Regions from separate parts of the Mus musculus genome. Here region 2 is linked to region 1. A link is a contact called in public Micro-C data. All regions are on one chromosome and are shown on one strand. The core of a region is the stretch at or near the end of the contact, and the rest is flanking DNA. Distances in the headings are between cores, read along the strand shown.

Region 1 (4,928 bases), core at 1,585-4,084:
ATTTGAGCACTTTTCTGTATATGGGTTCTAATTCAGTAAAAAGGCATTATAACATAATCATACATACCCATAATATATGAATCACAGTCAGGTTCTGATTTTTACAATAAAATTAGAAAACCATATCATAGAGATACCGTGGAACTAGAGCATAAACAAATAATTCTTAACTATTTTTACTGGTGAAGCCCTTAACGACTATAATATTTATATACAAAATAATATGATGTCTGACATTTATTTAAAAAAACTAAGTTGAAAGAATGGTATGTAGGGGGCAGAGAAAACAAGTCACACTTTATTAATATTCAGGCTGATGGTGGCTATATGGATATTCAGTTTGCTACATATACTTGAAAAAATACAATTAAAAGCGTTGGAAAAAACTTTCAGCACTAATTAACGTTTGATGTTGAAAGGCAAGAGAGTGGTTTCCTCTAGGAGGATTTTAAGTTTGGTGACACTTGGGGGTGGGGCAATTATTTCCTTATCATCTCGGTCCTGGTTACCTGATCATGTTTACTTTATGAAAATTCACTGAGCTGTTGTTCATTTATGATTGCTATACCTTCATATTTGTGTATTACACTTTTAAAATGGTACTTTAAAGCCACCAGGCAACTTAATCCCTAAAATAAGAGCAGCAGCCTAAGGTGAGCAGGTTCCTGTGGTGCAGACCAGGGGACTGGCAATTGGGCATCAAATTGTTGGGGTTTTTTCTTGTTGTTTTGTTTTTGTTTTTCTGCAGTGTTCTGAGCTTTTAGAATAGTATAATTGCCATATAGATAGGCTAAGCTGTTGCCATTTCTCATTTCTGAAATGGCTAATTCCCATACTGGGCTAAGCAAAGACTAGGATTGGGAAAAGCATTTCTATCTTCAAATGTCATATTTAGATGATGTGTTCTTTCCTAAGGTTTTTCAGATCTCCTAGGCATCTAGAGGCTAATCCCCCAGGCCAACACCCCAAGGGACCAGAGATCCTCTACTAGGCCTACAAGGAAAAGGATCTGGGGGGAGTGGAGGTTGCTTTGATTCTTAGATTTGATTTTGCTAGTGTAAACAAACAAATAGCCACACCCTGAGACCTTTGGGGTTAAGAAGCTCCTGGATATACATACACATCATCAAAAAGCCACCAAGCTCTTTTTCAAGGCTAGATTTTCCAGGGAAGCTTTTCAGACACCCACAGTCTTCCAGATGTGATAATTCTGGATGAGACTGAAGCTCTGCACTACCACCTTCCAAATCTAGCTAAAGAGGGAAGCAAAAGAACTTGAGGAAGACCCTGGCTTTCTTTCTCAATATGCTGGCCTTTAAAATTTATTGATGGACAAACAATATGAGCCCATATGAGGAAAGGGCTATGCTCAAAATCATACACCTGATTTGAAGCTGAGCATGAACCAAATTGAAGTTTGGCCCAACACACTCCACTGCCGCCTCCCCTTTCCTGACATCACAGGTTGCCATGCTGACAGTGTGAGCACGTCAGTTTCATGCCCCCCCCCCCCACTCTGGCCGGATGGGCTGTTTTTCCCTCTTATAGCCCTCCCTTCTTCTTCACGCCCCCTCCTTTATCCTCGGCCATCTTTTGTCCCAGAAAAAAATACCATCTAAATGGACATGAATAGCAAGAAATTCTTAGTACACATTTAGAAACATTTACCAAGACCCTTCTGAGGCCAGCCTCACCTTAGGGTACCAGAAAGCCACCGGGTATCCACATCCTCCCTGAGAAGCTATGTAACCTGGGTTGAGAAGACACATTGCCCCTTCTCAAAACAAACAAATGAAAAGACACAAGCCCAATGCCATGGAGACTTCTAGAAACCTCGACAGATCAGGAAGCTTAAAAACTTGTGACAGCTCACACCCCACAAGAAACAGCTTCCAATTAAAACACAGGCACAAAACAACCATCTTCCACCCTAAATGCCAAGAAGTCCTAGGGACACCCTTTATACAAAGGCCCGGGCTCAGGGGTTTTAGGGAGGGAGGCTGGCTACTCAAGAGAAATCAGAAAAAAAGGGAGGGGGCTAGAAATCCAGGCCACAAACCACAGACCTCAGAAAAGAAAAACATTCCTGGCCTCTGATTCAGGTCTGTCCCTAAGACCAAGCAGGGTGCTTTGGGGTGAGAAGGGGAAGGGGAGGTAGGTGGGGTGGGAGCCCTTAGATAACTAAGGCTCAGGTTCCTGACTGAGACTGGAAGGAAAACGAGCAACGGGATGGGAAGCAAGTAAAGTCAGAGTTGCCTGGCATCGTGCCTGGTACTAGCAGGCGCTCCGAATAAGAAAAAAAAAATGTGAGCAAGAGTGAATCGATTAGAAACACTAAAACATTTCGAGGCACTTCAGCTCCCCCCACCCCCAGCCCAGAAGCCACCTTCCCAAAGTCCCCAGCACAACCCCCTGAGTTGTAAGCGCCTAGCTCCAGCGGTTTCTGCGCGCCCTTTCCCCTCTTCCTGCGTCAGTCTACTATAGGGAACCAGGTGCTCTTGCTTCCTGGCCGACCGCTCCAGGGCTTTGAGGGCCAGCCGGAGTCCACGACGCCAATGGACCGAACATGGTCCCACCTGACTTGCCCGGGCTCCCTGTCTTCAGCCCCCGGACGCCCGTCCTACAGGGGGGCCCACAGGAGGGTAGCATGCGTCGAAGGGACAAGGGACCAGGCTGGCCTGGTTGGTCACAAGGGACCCTGGGGGTCCCGGAAGCCTGCTGGGCACAGAAGGCTCCCCGGTCCCGGGATGGAGACTCACCTCCACTGAAGGGCCAGGAACATGTTGAGAAGCATCAGGAGAACTTTAGGCAACATCTCGGCGGTGCCTGGCACGACCACCTGTGTAGAGGTCGCAGCGCAGGTCTGGCTGTTCGGAGCGAGGTGGAGGGTTTTGTTGGGCTCCAACTTTCACTCCTCCCACTCGCCCCGCCCCAGTCGCGCTCCGCACCTTGGCCCCGCCCCCTGAGCCCCGATGGAAATCTCCGACGACGTGATCGCTGCGGCAGCGAGGAGCGAGGCTAGGGAGGGCGGGCAGGGGGTGGAGATGAGGGAGCCCTGTCGCCAAGGCCCCCAGCCGCCAGCACTGCGGCGCTGCCAGACAGCCAGGGCGGGTGGGGGGGGGTGGGGGGTGGCGGGAGGAGTAAGGAGGAGGCGAGCCTGCAGCGTGAGGCCCAGGGCTTGGGGAAAAACCGCTGTAGCGGTTGTGGCCTGGGGAGCCTCCACTGGCAGGGAGAAGACATGCGCGTGGGCATTGCGGGTACTTTGCTGCGACCCCTTCCAGACCCCTTGATGAGCTTTGAGGTCCTTGTGTTCTTCCTTACAACCTGTTGAGCCCCATCAATCTCCACATCTTCCCTTAGCCTCACTGATTTTTTCCTGGTCTCACTCCACACCCTCCAGCCCTTCAGAACACATCTAAGGAAGCTAGACAAACTCAGTACCACCCTTGGTGCAGGAAACAAGAGATCCTTAAGGGTTTTCCCTAGTAACCTCTGGTCTGAACCATTGTACAGGCCAATTCCATGGGACTAGGGAACAGTCACTAGCAAAGGATCAGATAAAGGCATTCACTGGAAGACAATCCCACAGGGACACTGACTCAACATTCTTTCCTGTTCAGCCTTGGGGCCTGGGTGTCAGAAGAGGCTTTCGAAAATGTCTCTCCACAATAGGCCAGGCAATTTTTTTTCTTAGAGAATATTCCAGAGAATAGCAGAAGAAGAAATGAGAAAGCCTGTTAGGGGGAGGGTAGCATACCAAGAATCTCCAGCATCCTTGGAAATACATTTATTTATTTATTTATTTATTTATTTATTTATTTATTTATTTTGCATAGAGCCTTCTAATTGACTTCAGATATTTGCACGACAAGCTCTCATTGAGCACTAGCAATAGCCTCCTTTACCTGTTGCTCTAGAAAGCACTGTGGGCCTGAAGGCTCTGTGGAGAGGTTTTGTTGGAGCTCACTAATCTAATAAGCTCTCTGCAGCAGCACCCTCTCTATTGCATCCCTCTGATTTGTCACGTTCAGAGCGCTGCTCTCTGTGTACTTTCGCAGGCATTGCTTTTTGAGCTTGTTTATAGTGAGCAGGTCTTTATCAATGAAGTAAGCTTGGTTCTCTCTCTCTCTCTCTCTCTCTCTCTCTCTCTCTCTCATGCACACACACACACACACACACACACACACACACACACACACACACACACATCTCCCAGCCTCTCAACTGCATGCCTGAAAGTTAGAAGGCAACAAGTATATCTTTTTTTTAAAGATTTATTTATTTATTTATTTATTTATTTATTTATTATATGTAAGTACACTGTAGCTGTCTTCAGACACTCTAGAAGAGGGCATCAGATCTCATTACGGGTGGTTGTGAGCCACCATGTAGTTGCTGGGATTTGAAATTTGGACCTTCGGAAGAGCAGTCGGGTGCTCTTAGCCACTGAGCCATCTCACCAGCCCGCAACAAGTATTTCTTACTGGCCTGCATAAAGCTTTGTGTGGCCGAGTACCACTGAGCCAAGCAGCTATGGATCAGAACCTCCTTCAGGGGTTAAGACCATCAGAAAACACAGAGATTCACATTATGATTCATAGCAGTAGCAAACATTACAGTTCTGAATTAGCAACCAAATAATGTTATGGTTGGGGGTCACCACGACAAGAAGAATTTTTTTCCTTTTTTTAATTTATTATGTATTTTCCTCAATTACATTTCCAATGCTATCCCAAAAGTCCCCCATACCCTCCCTCCCACTTCCCTACCCACCCATTCCCATTTTTTTGGCCCTGGCGTTCCCCTGTACTGGGGCATATAAAGTTTGTGTGTCCAATGGGCCTCTCTTTCCAGTGATGTCTGACTAGGCCATCTTTTGATACATATGTAGCTAGAGTCAAGAGCTCCGGGTTACTGGTTAGTTCATA
Region 2 (4,928 bases), core at 1,440-3,939, 550 kb after region 1:
TTTAGTTGCGTTTGGCATTCTGTTTAGCCCAGCCATTCAATTATCAAGTTTCATTGTTAGTGGCTTGAGTTATAAGCCTTCTCTTCAACTCTTTTTTTTTTTTTTTTTTTTTTTTTTAGTATTTCTATAACACTTTTGGTGATTGCATGTTCCCTGCAGATATTGTCAAGATTCTTTTAGAATATAGTAAATCACAGTTATTTCACTCTATAGATGTGGAGTTACAGACAGTTATAAGCCTCCTGGCATGGGTGCTAGGAACTAAACTTGAGTCCTCTGCAAGAGCAGTAAGTGCTCTTACCACTGATCCATCTCTCCAGCCCTATTTCATCATTTTTTGTCTTACAAAAAAAAAAAACAAACTGTATCCTTCATTGTGGTGTGGACGTACAGTGTGAGAATGAATCTAGAAGAACTTTCCAGGGCTGCACTGGCCTCCCTGGGCCATAATCCCACCTCTAGCCTGGATTTTTAAACTATTTTATACATTAACTTTATTTTAGCATATGTGTATGGTGGGGACATACTATGTTTATCTATGAAGGCCAGAAGACAATTTATCAGAGTCAGTTCTTTTATTCTTCCATGTGAATTCCAGGGATCAAATTTAGGTCAAGTTTGAAGTCAAGTCCCTTACTAACTGTGCCATCTTACCGGGTTCAGCCCAAAAGTTTGTGGGTATACAAATACATTGAGACAAAAACTCATTCAGTACACACTGCAGCAATATGTGTATAAGTCTAGCTACATTTGAGGCATTATTTGGTCCTATGACTCAGAAATTTCAAAGCATTACCTCCAAGGAAACCAGAAGTGGATCCTTTGGGATTTAAGGCCCAGAATTAAATAATTGACATCGATTTTTTGGAAATATTCATAGTCACAGAGACACATAAGAACAGAATTTCAATTCTAAAACTCTTCCTTACAAATAACAGGCTATGCCAGTTAATTGGCTGCAGAAGTTGATTCCTCTGTGCTGGAAATATCTCTCAAACAAATCTACTCCCATCTGCTGGTAGTTGTCTGAATTTTCAGTCAGAGGAAGCAGGCAAACCTGCAAGTAGATTTTCCAGCTTGACGCTCTACTACTATGCAGCATTGGGTCAGTTTCTGTTCTTTCTCTAAACCTCATTTTACCCATATTACCATCCAGTTGTTTAGGCAAAAAGATACAGATTCCTTTTGGTGAGAAACAAAGAATCTCTGTAAGGATGTCTGGATGATCAGGTGTGACGTGGCAGGACTCACAACTCGAGAGCAGGCTTGTCTCTCAGTTCTTATACGTGATTAGCAATAACGTATAAATCTTATCATTCCTTTTTCTCTTCCATGTCCATTTTCTGCAACAGTTGGGGAAGAAGGGAGATTTTATTTTTTTAAGGAAGATATAACAGTACTCTGCACCTTAGGAGAAGTCGTGAGACTATGGAACATGGAATAGTTTGTTTCTAAAGTGTGTTTTCAAAGAAGAGGAAAAAGTTTAAGTTAGCAACTGTGTAAGACATTGAGAAAACCAGGAGAGTGAAGATTTCACTGTGTTCACCCAACTAAAGTTGTGTCACCAAGTCCTGAAGGAAAGCAGAAAGGGTGTGTTTCTGTGTGTATGAGCCTAGTAAGGGAAGGTTGGACTTGCGATCCATCTTACTTCGGTCCTTCTCTATGGTGTTACGTGGGAGGTGTAATGATAGTGCACGTGATTAAGCCCTTTTTCTTATTACTGGGAAAATGAGCTTTTGTGATGCCTCGTTTGGCACTAGTTCAGTCATGGACCCAGGCTGGGTCACGGGATAGTGTGAAACCATTCCATACTTTTCTCTTCCATAACAGAAGCAGTTTCCAGGTAGGGGAAATGATAAAAGCCTCCTAACAAAACCCCAAACTTTTCCATGTGATAGCACTTGAACTCAGGTGCATTAGCATCTTCTAGTGACCTGTGAAGCACTGACTTTTGCCTTCTTTCCCCCTTCAGCCTGGATCCTCACTTCCGCTCTGCAATCCTGTTTACAGCAAGGAATCATACCTTAGGAAGACTTCATTCAGCTGGTGAATACTTTCCGCTCCCTGAATTTGTTTTTCTCGAGACCCTAAATTTAAGGAAAAGAAAACTCTGGGAAATTTGGCTCCAAGAAGACAGTTACCGTCCTCTGTGGTCAAAGTCCTGCATTGAGACCCTTTGGTAAGAGATTCCATCAGCCCACTCAAAGATGAAGTGCATTGGGTTAAACACATTGAGTTACTGGAGTGTCATGGTCTGAGAACAACCTCCGGATTCTTCTAAGATGTGCAAGTGTTTCAGAGCTCACATCCAGTCATGACAGTCAAATGGTCACACTTCTTTGAAAATGCAAACTCTTGGACACAGTCTTCTAAAAGAAACACATCACTTTCCTTCTTCAAAGAAGAGGCCAGGAGCCAGAAGTCCCTGGCTTCCCTGTGGTCTAGTCTCAGCAGTAAGCCCCTTCCTTTCCCATGGCTGGACCCAACCCAGGTGACTAGTGCTGGTCAGGGTAAAGCTGCAGAGACCTGAAGGGCCTGCGGCCTGACTGCGCGCAGCCTGAGGGGCGGCGGGGAGGGGGCCAAGCGCGCGCGCCTTTTTTACCGCTCCTTGCGCCTGCGGGATTGGCTCAGCAGGTGCTGCCGTCGGAGTAGGCGGAGCCAGCCGCGCGCCCCGCCCTACTTGACACCCAGTCTCAGCCCTGAGCGGTGCCAGACGAAGCGCACCTTGCAGTGGCACGCCCTGTGGACCGCTGCGGGGGGGCAGAGCTGCTGCGGAGCCACTGTTCTTTCAGGCCCTGGACTCCGGAGAGACCCCATACTCCCTACTTCCTTCAGGTCTCTCCTTAGGGTCCCGATTCTGCGGAAGGACTAGCGATTCCGCCCCTTTTGCCCGGTTCTGACTCGCTCCCACCCCAACCCTGTCCCCTTTTCCAGCTGTCCGCTGCGGTCCCCAAGAGCACTGCAGCCATGGGCATCCGAGGTATGCTGCGAGCCGCTGCGCTCCTGCTGCTCATTAGGACTTGGCTGGCAGAGAGTAACGGCCCCAGTCCCACCCCGAAATTCCACTTCGAGCTCTCCTCCAGCACGCCTGAAGTCATTCTGGATCTCTTCAACTGGTAAGCTGCCCTGCCTAGCTGAGCATGGAAGGGACAGGGGCAAAAGAAGGTCTTGGCCTCTTGGACAGAGCGGGCCGGGGACAAGGGATTAGGACCCGGGTTTGCCTAGGGGATGAAGCATGGGGACAGCCGTGAAATGATACTCCTAGCTTCAAGCCACCTGTTACTGCTGTGCCTTACTGTGCCTACTGTCAGCCCAATTCTTGAAGCCAGAGCACCCTCACCCCAGAGTCTACCTGATCATCCTCGGGGACTGAGGTCCCAGGCAGCTTTTTCCCAGTCGTGTTTTCTGATGCCCGTGGTACTGGGGGTGTACATGGGCAATTCACAAAACAGACTGGAAAGACACCTGTTTGAGTAAAGATTTCTAGTCCATTTGCTGAAACAGTATCTCTCTGTGCCTCTGTCTCTCTCTGGGGGAGGGGGTGTGAGGGGCTCTTTCAAATACAGCAGATTGAAATGATTAACTGTGTAATCAGTAGCTGTAAATGGCATATAACCTCAGGCTTAAGTGGGGTACGCTTTTGTGCTTATTCTGTGAAAACATTTGAAGATTTCAGTGTTTCTGTTTGATTTAAAGTTTCTTTAGGTCTGCAAGTATCTGAAGAGGGGATAAACCATCATCCTTGAAATATAAATCACACATAAAAAATGTGTATTTTCAAGTGGCTACCGATCTTAAATGCTGGCACATGGGAAATTTGTGGACAGAAACAGGGAGGAATGTATTTCTTTAGTTTAAGAATAATTCATGCACATACTTTTAAATGTTACAAAATTAAATTTTATGATTGAGGGAAATGAATAATAATTTTAAGTGGCAAACTAGAAATAAACATGTAATCAGAAAGGGGGAGGGGCCAGGCTGGGCAAGGTTCCAGCAGGCAGCCCTGCAGTGCTCTCAACCCAACATTCCGACTGCGTCAGTGAACACACAGGGGTAGGGGGAGTCAGGGAGAGATGGAAAGAGCGAGAAGGAGACACCCAGAGAAACAGAAAGATGGAGATTGCAGGGGTGATGCGTCAAAGTTCCGAGGAGCCACAGTGATAGTGATGCCTGGGGCCTGTTGTCATTTAAAAGCCCTTTGGGAAATGAAAGTCTAGATTGATTCAATGAACATCATAGAGACCTATGGAAAGGCCTACTATCTGCAGTTGAGCTGTCTTCACTTACAGATGCTCACCTAAGACACCTCCAGGCTGAAAGCACATGTGTAGTGAGTAAGATGCCTATTCCCAGAATGAATATTTCGAAGACAGCTCTAAACCCCTGAAATCAGAAATGGTTTATTTCAATGAGAGTCATAAAGCTATCCTACATGAGCAAGACACACACACTCTCTCTCTCCCTCCCCCACCTCTCTCTTTCTGCGTCATGTGTCATATACCAACTCTCTCATACACAAGGTTGACATAAATGTAAGGGGGAAATGCCTGGACCAGGTAGAGGAAATGTGTCTTTGAGCTGGAAAACATGAGCTCAGCTCAGGGGCACACTAGCCAGTGGGAGCTGACCTCCAGGGGCAATGAGGTACCACTGGCAAGACTGCCAGCAATCAGCATCCAGGAGTACCTCAAGGTGCAGTGTCTCAAAGAACTAAAACAATGCAGTTTTCTGAGAGTATCATCTGCCCAGCTTTCCTCCTCTCCTATGATGGGCTTTCTTCCCCTGACCACTATTTCTGCCTGGTAACAGGGAAACAGTCCTTGGGCCCCTCCCTCTGGATGAAAGCTGTGAAGGGGGAGGGGGAAAAAGAGTCTGCGTCACTGCTGTGCTTCTGGCTGACTCACTGTGGGCTGAGAAGGGAGGAA

Evidence for each region. A called contact is a pair of places that touch in the nucleus more often than the background predicts.
Region 2: a contact with region 1 is called in a Micro-C map of embryonic stem cells, with 4 times the contacts expected there. The contact joins the promoter of Gabrq here to the promoter of Gabre in region 1. A contact is called at or near these places in 1 of 39 promoter capture datasets (cranial neural crest), 1 of 484 Hi-C or Micro-C datasets (embryonic stem cells) and 1 of 9 other capture datasets (adipose tissue).

The regions. Positions count from the first base shown.
Region 1 is chrX:72,271,887-72,276,814 of GRCm38.p6, forward strand. Gabre (gamma-aminobutyric acid (GABA) A receptor, subunit epsilon) reads right to left here and starts at 2,835. Exons shown (of 9, transcript NM_017369.2): 1 at 2,760-2,835. The coding sequence starts at 2,815.
Region 2 is chrX:72,822,489-72,827,416 of GRCm38.p6, forward strand. It overlaps Gabrq (gamma-aminobutyric acid (GABA) A receptor, subunit theta), which reads left to right and starts at 2,690. Exons shown (of 9, transcript NM_020488.2): 1 at 2,690-3,116. The coding sequence starts at 2,968.